2 separate regions of the Mus musculus genome follow, and region 1 is linked to region 2. A link is a contact called in public HiChIP or PLAC-seq data. All regions are on one chromosome and are shown on one strand. Each heading gives the region's core, a stretch centred on a gene start, on an enhancer-like site or on the middle of the called end of the contact. The rest is flanking DNA. Distances are from core to core; before and after follow the strand shown. Region 1 holds the start of Bcl2 (B cell leukemia/lymphoma 2). Region 2 has its middle 120 kb from the start of Gm41928.

Evidence for each region. HiChIP or PLAC-seq counts read pairs in DNA pulled down with a chosen protein or histone mark.
Region 1: a contact with region 2 is called in a FOXA1 HiChIP or PLAC-seq map of pancreatic cancer cells. The contact joins the promoter of Bcl2 here to the enhancer-like site in region 2. A contact is called at or near these places in 18 of 39 promoter capture datasets (the 3T3-L1 cell line, 3T3-L1-derived adipocytes, the C10 cell line and 11 more), 13 of 484 Hi-C or Micro-C datasets (the AML12 cell line, the MNK3 cell line, Sertoli cells and 8 more), 25 of 115 datasets of contacts at active chromatin or transcription factors (the 230-238 cell line, DN3 thymocytes, T-cell acute lymphoblastic leukemia and 17 more) and 4 of 9 other capture datasets (adipose tissue, embryonic stem cells, liver and 1 more).

Annotation. Positions count from the first base shown.
Region 1 is chr1:106,712,750-106,716,141 of GRCm38.p6, forward strand. Bcl2 (B cell leukemia/lymphoma 2) reads right to left here and starts at 1,541. Exons shown (of 2, transcript NM_009741.5): 1 at 1-1,541. The coding sequence starts at 131.
Region 2 is chr1:106,398,929-106,402,369 of GRCm38.p6, forward strand. No RefSeq gene overlaps it. Among named protein-coding and RNA genes, the nearest start is that of Gm41928, 120 kb to the right of the region's middle. Within about 2 kb of position 2,038, at least 103 of the 459 cell types and tissues checked have an H3K27ac peak or open chromatin away from gene starts, as enhancers often do. A contact at or near this core is called in the AML12 cell line, the SN4741 cell line, Sertoli cells and 5 more, where this site is marked.

The DNA of each region.
Region 1 (3,392 bases), core at 291-2,790, 310 kb after region 2:
GGGGCAGCCCCCAGGGGCGCCGCGTCCGCATCTCCAGCATCCCACTCGTAGCCCCTCTGTGACAGCTTATAATGTATGTACTTCATCACGATCTCCCGGTTATCATACCCTGTTCTCCCGGCTTGCGCCATCCTTCCCCGAAAAGAAGCTGCAGGTACCAATGGCACTTCAAGTCCCGACTCCCGCCCCACGGCCCCGAAAGAAAAAAAAAAAAAAAAGAATAGTTATAATCCAGCTCTTTTATTGGATGTGCTTTGCATTCTTGGATGAAGGGGTGTCTTTAGTTACACCGAACACTTGATTCTGGTGTTTCCCCGTTGGCATGAGATGCAGGAAATTTTTATTCAAATTCCTTTCTGCTTTTTATTTCATGAGGTACATTATTTATTAAGCTTTGTTAATATCAGTCTACTTCCTCCGCAATGCTGAAAGGTGAAGAGGCGGGACGACCTAGGAAGTTAAAATCAGGTGTGTTTTCCTTTATATATTTAGGGTAAGAAAGGTATATCCGCTACAAGTTACACGTTTAAAAATGCATTAAACTGTCTGGAAATGAAATTTGCTTGAATGCACTTGAAGTAAAAAAATATTTCAAACGCGTCCATGGAAAGTTATATTAAACAAAATTCCTGTGCAAAGAACTTACTGTATTTTCTAAGGACGGCATGATCTTCTGTCAAGTTTACCCTTTTTTGGTAAAACCCAAACAAATACATAAGGCAACCACACCATCGATCTTCAGAAGTCTCCTTGTATAAGCTTCTTTACAACTTGCAATGAATCGGGAGTTGGGGTCTGGGGGCTAGGTGGAGGAAAAATCAGGAGGGTTTCCAGATTGGGTCCTCACACTCCGGCTTCACTGAGAATGTCAATCCGTAGGAATCCCAACCAGAGATCTCAAGAGCACCGCAGCGGGGCAAAAAGGCAGCGGCGGCGGCGGCAGATGAATTACAATTTTTCAGTCCAGCATTTGCAGAAGTCCTGTGATTCTCCCTTCTTCTCGGCAATTTACACTTGCACACACACGCTGGAGCGCAGGCATGGATCCGTATCCACCGGACCGCTTCAGACCTCCAGGGCAGAGAGACACGCCAAGGGGACGATGGAGGAGCTGGGGGACCGGGACCGGAATCCTCTTCTGATTAAACTCCGAAGGGCCAACGCGCTTTCCGAAACGGGAAAAAAAGCAGCTTGCTAAATGCAGGCACGGACGCGCTGGGGCCGCGGGTGCCCAAGGAGCAGCCCGCGCACTGTGTGTGGTGCGCTGCGGGAGAAGGAGGTGGTGGGGGAGGGTTTGCCCCCCCTCTTTTTCCTAAAAAGGATGACTGCTACGAAGTCCCCCCCTGGTCCCCTCTTCCGCTGCACCCCACCGGCGCACCCCGCCTCCGGGCTGCGCACCCTTTCTCCTCCTCCGCTGCGGGCGGCGCTGGCGGCCGCCTCCTCGTGCTTGCGCCGCGCAGCCCGTTCCACGGTGACGGCTGCGGCTGGGGAGGGCCTGGGCACCTCGGTGTTGGCGGCGGCGGCTCGGCGGGGACCCGGACGCGGGGCGGGAGGACGGGCCGGGGAGGAAGGGGGCGGGCGCGGGGCGGGGGGCCCGGCCTCTTACTTCATTCTCCGCCGGAGCGCCTGGTTTCCTGTACGTACGTCACCGTTCATTCAAAAAAAAGAAGAAAGAAAGCCCTCCTCTGAGCGCCCGCCCGCCGCCTCCTCCCGCCGCCCGCCAGCCGCCCGGGTTAAAGGCGCCGCGGCCGCCCCGGGGAGCGCGCGCCCGGCCGCGGCCGCTGGCCTGGGTGGCGGCCACCCGCGGGCTACGCTGGGCCCCGGACCGTGGGTGGCGCGGGCCTCCCGGGCGGCAGTGGCTCAGTGGGCGTGTGAGGGGCCTCCTCGGGCCTGCGGGGCTGGCTGCTGGCTGGACGTGCCTATAGCCAGGGCCAGGCTGTGGCGAGGCACCTGGATCTTTTCTAACAGGATGGGCACAATTGCATGGATCTTTTTCAACGTGTACAGTGTGCACGACCGCATGGACTTTTTCTATGTAGCATGTGCAGGTCACATGGACCCTTTCTAACCGCGTGCATGGAATGTGCACAATCCAATGGACCCTTTCTAACCACACATAAAGTGTGTACACAGTCGCTCTGTGTGTGTGTGTGTGTGTAGTGCAGTGTATCTACAATCATGTGGACCCTTTAAACAGTGTAGTGTATACAACCACATATAGTGTATAAAATCAAACAGACCCTCAGCTAACCATGTGAACCCCCAAACACTATGTTATCAGCTCTCAGCAGCCAGAGAGATTACCGAGACATATATTGACTCCTAAGTAGTGAGTAGTACCAATATGCTACCCTTGGGTGAAGAGAGGCAACTCCCAACACAGTCTCCAGGATATTAATTACAAATGAAAATACTTAGAATAACAACGTTAGCATGCTTGTTTCTAGGCCCTTTTGTCCAGACACCACAAGCTGTGTAACTTAGAACAGGTCTGAGTACTCCTCTGCTCTGAAGAGCATGATGTGATGTCCACAACCAGCAAGGGATGTGCCTCAGAGGCTGGTCTTTCCTCATCTCTTCTTAGTCAGACAGTGGCAGACTGATGGCAGTCGCTGATGCTCTTGGCTTGTTAAAGAATAGTCAAAGTGGTATGCGGAGTTACTTTGGAGGTGTCCAAGCAGATACCACATGAGCACCCAGGCGCTTTTAGCCTCTATCCAGGCATACCCAACTTGGTGACCAAGGCCAGACCTAACTCGCAGTGGGCCAGTGAAGAGAGGAGAAGAGAACAGCAGAAGTTTGAGTTTCAGGGACAGTTTTTCCTCTGCTCCTAACGCTCCCAGCACTGGGCTGGGGCTGGACCTCAGGGAGTGATACCTGCCACCTTTCAAGGCCATGACCCTAACACGGCATAGGTACGGTTTTGGATATCCTCAGCTCTGACCAGCATGCAACCTGAGACGGCTTCAGAAGATGCAGCCATACAGATAATGTGTCTATGTACCCACAGACACACAGTGCCACTGTCACTTGTATGAACCCAGACAGAAACAATCAAGCTGAGAGATAGATACATAAAACACCAAGAAAAACTGTGCTATGTGATAACTATGTTATCAGCTCTCAGCAGCCAGAGAGATTACTGAGACATATATTGACTCCTAAGTAGTGAGTAGTACCAATATGCTACCCTTGGGTGAAGAGTGGCAACTCCCAACAGTCTCCAGGATATTAATTACAAATTAAAATACTAATGAAAACTCGTGGTTGGTGAGATGGCTCAGCGGTTAAGAACACCGACTGTTCTTCCGAAGGTCCTGAGTTCAAGTGTCAGCAACCACATAGTGGCTCACAGCCATCTGTAATGGGATCTGATGCCCTCTTCTGGTGTG
Region 2 (3,441 bases), core at 788-3,287:
CCCTAAGTCCACTGGGCACTCACTCTGTAGAAATGGTGGAGAGGTGGAGTGCCTGAGATGAGCCCCCAAGGGCAAACACTGGAACACATTTAATGATGATTATCTGGAGAGACATGTGTGTCCATAGGTGCATTCACACTTGGAGTGAAAACACTCGGTCAGTGAAGACCTTGGACTTGACCCAGACAGAGACTGCAAGCTGCCCAAAGCTCATCCCACAGCAGGACCACTAAAAATGCTTCTGCCTGATATCCCTGCCCTGGGGACCACACTGTGCTGTGAGGGATAAGAATGACTTCTCCCTCTGGGGAAGGAACAGATGTCATACTCTGCTGCCCAGATGACCTCCCTCCTGCATGAAGAGCCCTTAACTACACTGTGTCCACCTCCAGTTCTGCCAGCAGCACCAACCAGAAAGGACAGAAGAGCAGGCAGAACTCCTGTACTCAGAGCTCACATGGATCTGAATTCTTAGAACACAGAAGGCTGGAAGTGCCAGGCTGTTCTGCACAGCAAACACCCAGTGAGCCATTTCACAGCTGTTCCCAAATAGGTGGGTTCTGATTCTGCTTACCTTTCCGTGTCAGGCCCTTGAAGAAAGTGGATACAGCAGTTCCCACTGCTACTCTCTAGCATGCCTCGCACCCTGCCCTTCTATTTGCGTGACCTCGATACTCTCCATTTACCCCAAAATGTCCTCAGCCTCAATGTCCCTCAAGCTGTCCACTAAGGTAGGCCATGTTCTTCCTTGGCCAGAGTGAAAGTTTGTGTTACTGGGGAAATCCCTACGGTGACAGTAACACTGCACCCCTGCAACCTCCTTGGCCCCACTGACAGGGGCTCCTTGTTGCTTTACCCATGGTCCTATGCACCCCAAGGGCTCCAGAGGCTCATCCTGCAGATATGTGTGTTCCCCAGCATCTGTACCTCCACTTGAGGTGCTTGGAGCAGGTCCTCGGTGTGTCTGAGGGCTGCTTGGCCACTTTTAAACCTGACCTAGATGTCTTTTCCCATTCTGCACAAGTTCTAAACCTCTCTGGGCCTCCAGCCCTTGCTCAGACATGGTCTGGGCTTCTCTAAGGAAGCTGAAAGGAGACACCTAAGTTGACTTCCCTCCTTTCTCTTTTTTCCTGGACCTACCTTGCGCCCCCCACCCCCTGCCTCAGCTGTGTGAATTCTTGCTCAATGGAGACATAACGAACATCTACATCCCCATAAAGTTCTAATGACAAAGATATATGTAATTCTACCAAAGTTCAACTAGGGAGTTTATTGGCCTTACCTACAGAACATGGGTGAGGGATTGTATATAGGAGCTTGGGTGACCCAAAACAGCTACACTGCAGTCTTCACCCAGCATGGATGGTGGTGTCCCCAATAGTCACACAGATACAGCTTCCTTTAGTCAACTGTCCCCAGTCTATGTACTCCAAGCCACATAAAATTAGGGAAGAATTGCAAACAAATGGCTAGGACAGATGGCTGGAATCCCAGGTAAGGGTTCAATGACTCTCCCTATTCTGTACTCTTAGGGAATGTGCTCAGTCCACAGACCGGCTGGTGGGCACAGGATGGCTGAGCTGCTGTTTGCTTGGAGAACCAAGTTCTTCAGCATCCCTGCAGCTCCTCAGCATCTTGGGGCCTTGTGCTCTGTTCTGCTCCATTTGAGCTGGGCTTGCTGTAGTCCATCCACCTCCTGCTCCTCCAGGCAGGCTCCATCCTACAGTCCCCAGTACCCTCAGAAGGTGAGTGACCACACAGGCCTGGTTGAGAAGATCCCACAGGCTCGGCAGAGGGGTCATTTCTAAGACAGCCCACCAGAATTCAGTGAACCAAGAGTAAGCAATCCAGTCTTGCAGAGTTGATTGACTTAAGAGAGGAGAATGTTCCACGGGGCCGGAAGCTAATCCAGAAAAGGGAAGGTGCCCTGACCCAGTGTGTGGAGGTTGGGAATCCTCCCTTCCAGACATAGCTTTGCTCTGTCTGCTCGATGGAGTGTTCTTCCACCTCCAAGGCAAGCCCTTGACTATTCTCCTTGTCTGCTCCTCTGACCTCCCGAGGCTGCAGATGCCATGAGTCATTTCAATACCGACTCTTCCACACTTGCTCTTGGCAGCCTCCCCGGAAATAAAATGCTTTGCAAGATTAGTATTCACCACAAAGAATGTGTTTCTCCATTTTTTTTTTACAACTCATTTTTTAATCTCAATGGTTTCAGCTTGTTGCAACCACAATGTGTTACAATTAAATATTAGAAGCGGAAGCAGAGGGGGAAAGGTTGCCTTGACAAAATTTATGTCAAATATTGAAGCTTACAGCAGAACAATGAATCACCGTATTAGTTTCTATAGACATGCAGCTGCTCACACAATAGGCTTGCAAAAGTACCTGTCCTTTCACAGAGCAGCATGTCTGCGGACTTGAGCTAAGCTTCCAGGATACTCATGGCTTTTATCCCCAGGGGTTTGGAGGGGAGTCAGGCAGGAGGCTATGGTCCTCATCGCAACATCTTCTGTGCACGGATAGGAGGGCTATCCAGTGTCTGTGCTCATGAGAATCAGTCATTTTTATGACTGTGGTGAGCTAACGTTGAGTCACCAACTCTTCTGCCTGGATACATCTTCAAGGCAGTGCTGAGGAAATAAATTGGGAAAGTCATTGGAAAATTATTACCTGAAGTCAAGATTCCAGATATTTTACCACGGGCTTAGAAAATTAATTTTCTTCTTCCTCCCTCCCCCTCCCTCCCTCTGCCATCTCTCCCTCCCTCCCTCCCTCCTTCTCTCCCTCCTTCTGTCCTGCCTTAAAGCTCAGTGACAGACACAAGATCCTAAACTCTGATGGAACAGCAATGACTCCGCCAGCCTCTCCTTGCCTTCCACACACAAGAAGCTGACGGTGATCACCAGAACCTCGGTAAAAAGGCCAAGCACACAGCTTCTGGGAAGCCATTGGTTCTAAAAGGTGAAACCTTACCTGTCCTTTTAACAATTGATTCCAGCACAAAATCCACTTCCAACATGAGAACAGAGTTAAGCTGCTAAAGGAAACCCTATCTTAAGCTGGATGCATACACGTAGGTGGAAGACAGTGGCTTCTGTCTGGTCATACGATGATCCCCCTTCCTGAAAATGCTGAGAGCAAACTCACATGTATACTGATGCTCATGAACCTATCCAGCATTATTATATGCAAGCATGTATCTATTTTTATCAAGCAACCTGAAGTATATGATGCATTCCATTTTGAGACAGCCCATCAACAGGTTTGGCAGTATGTGGGGCTTATTTCCAGCAGACTCTCTGAGGTAAGAGCTATAGAAGGACTGTGGGCAGATCTCTTCTTGGTCTCCAAGAGGTACTGAAACAAAGAAATACAAGTGTGTGGTTTCTGACACAGTCCTGGAGTCTAGAAGCCCAAAGCAATGTCAGCATCCCCACT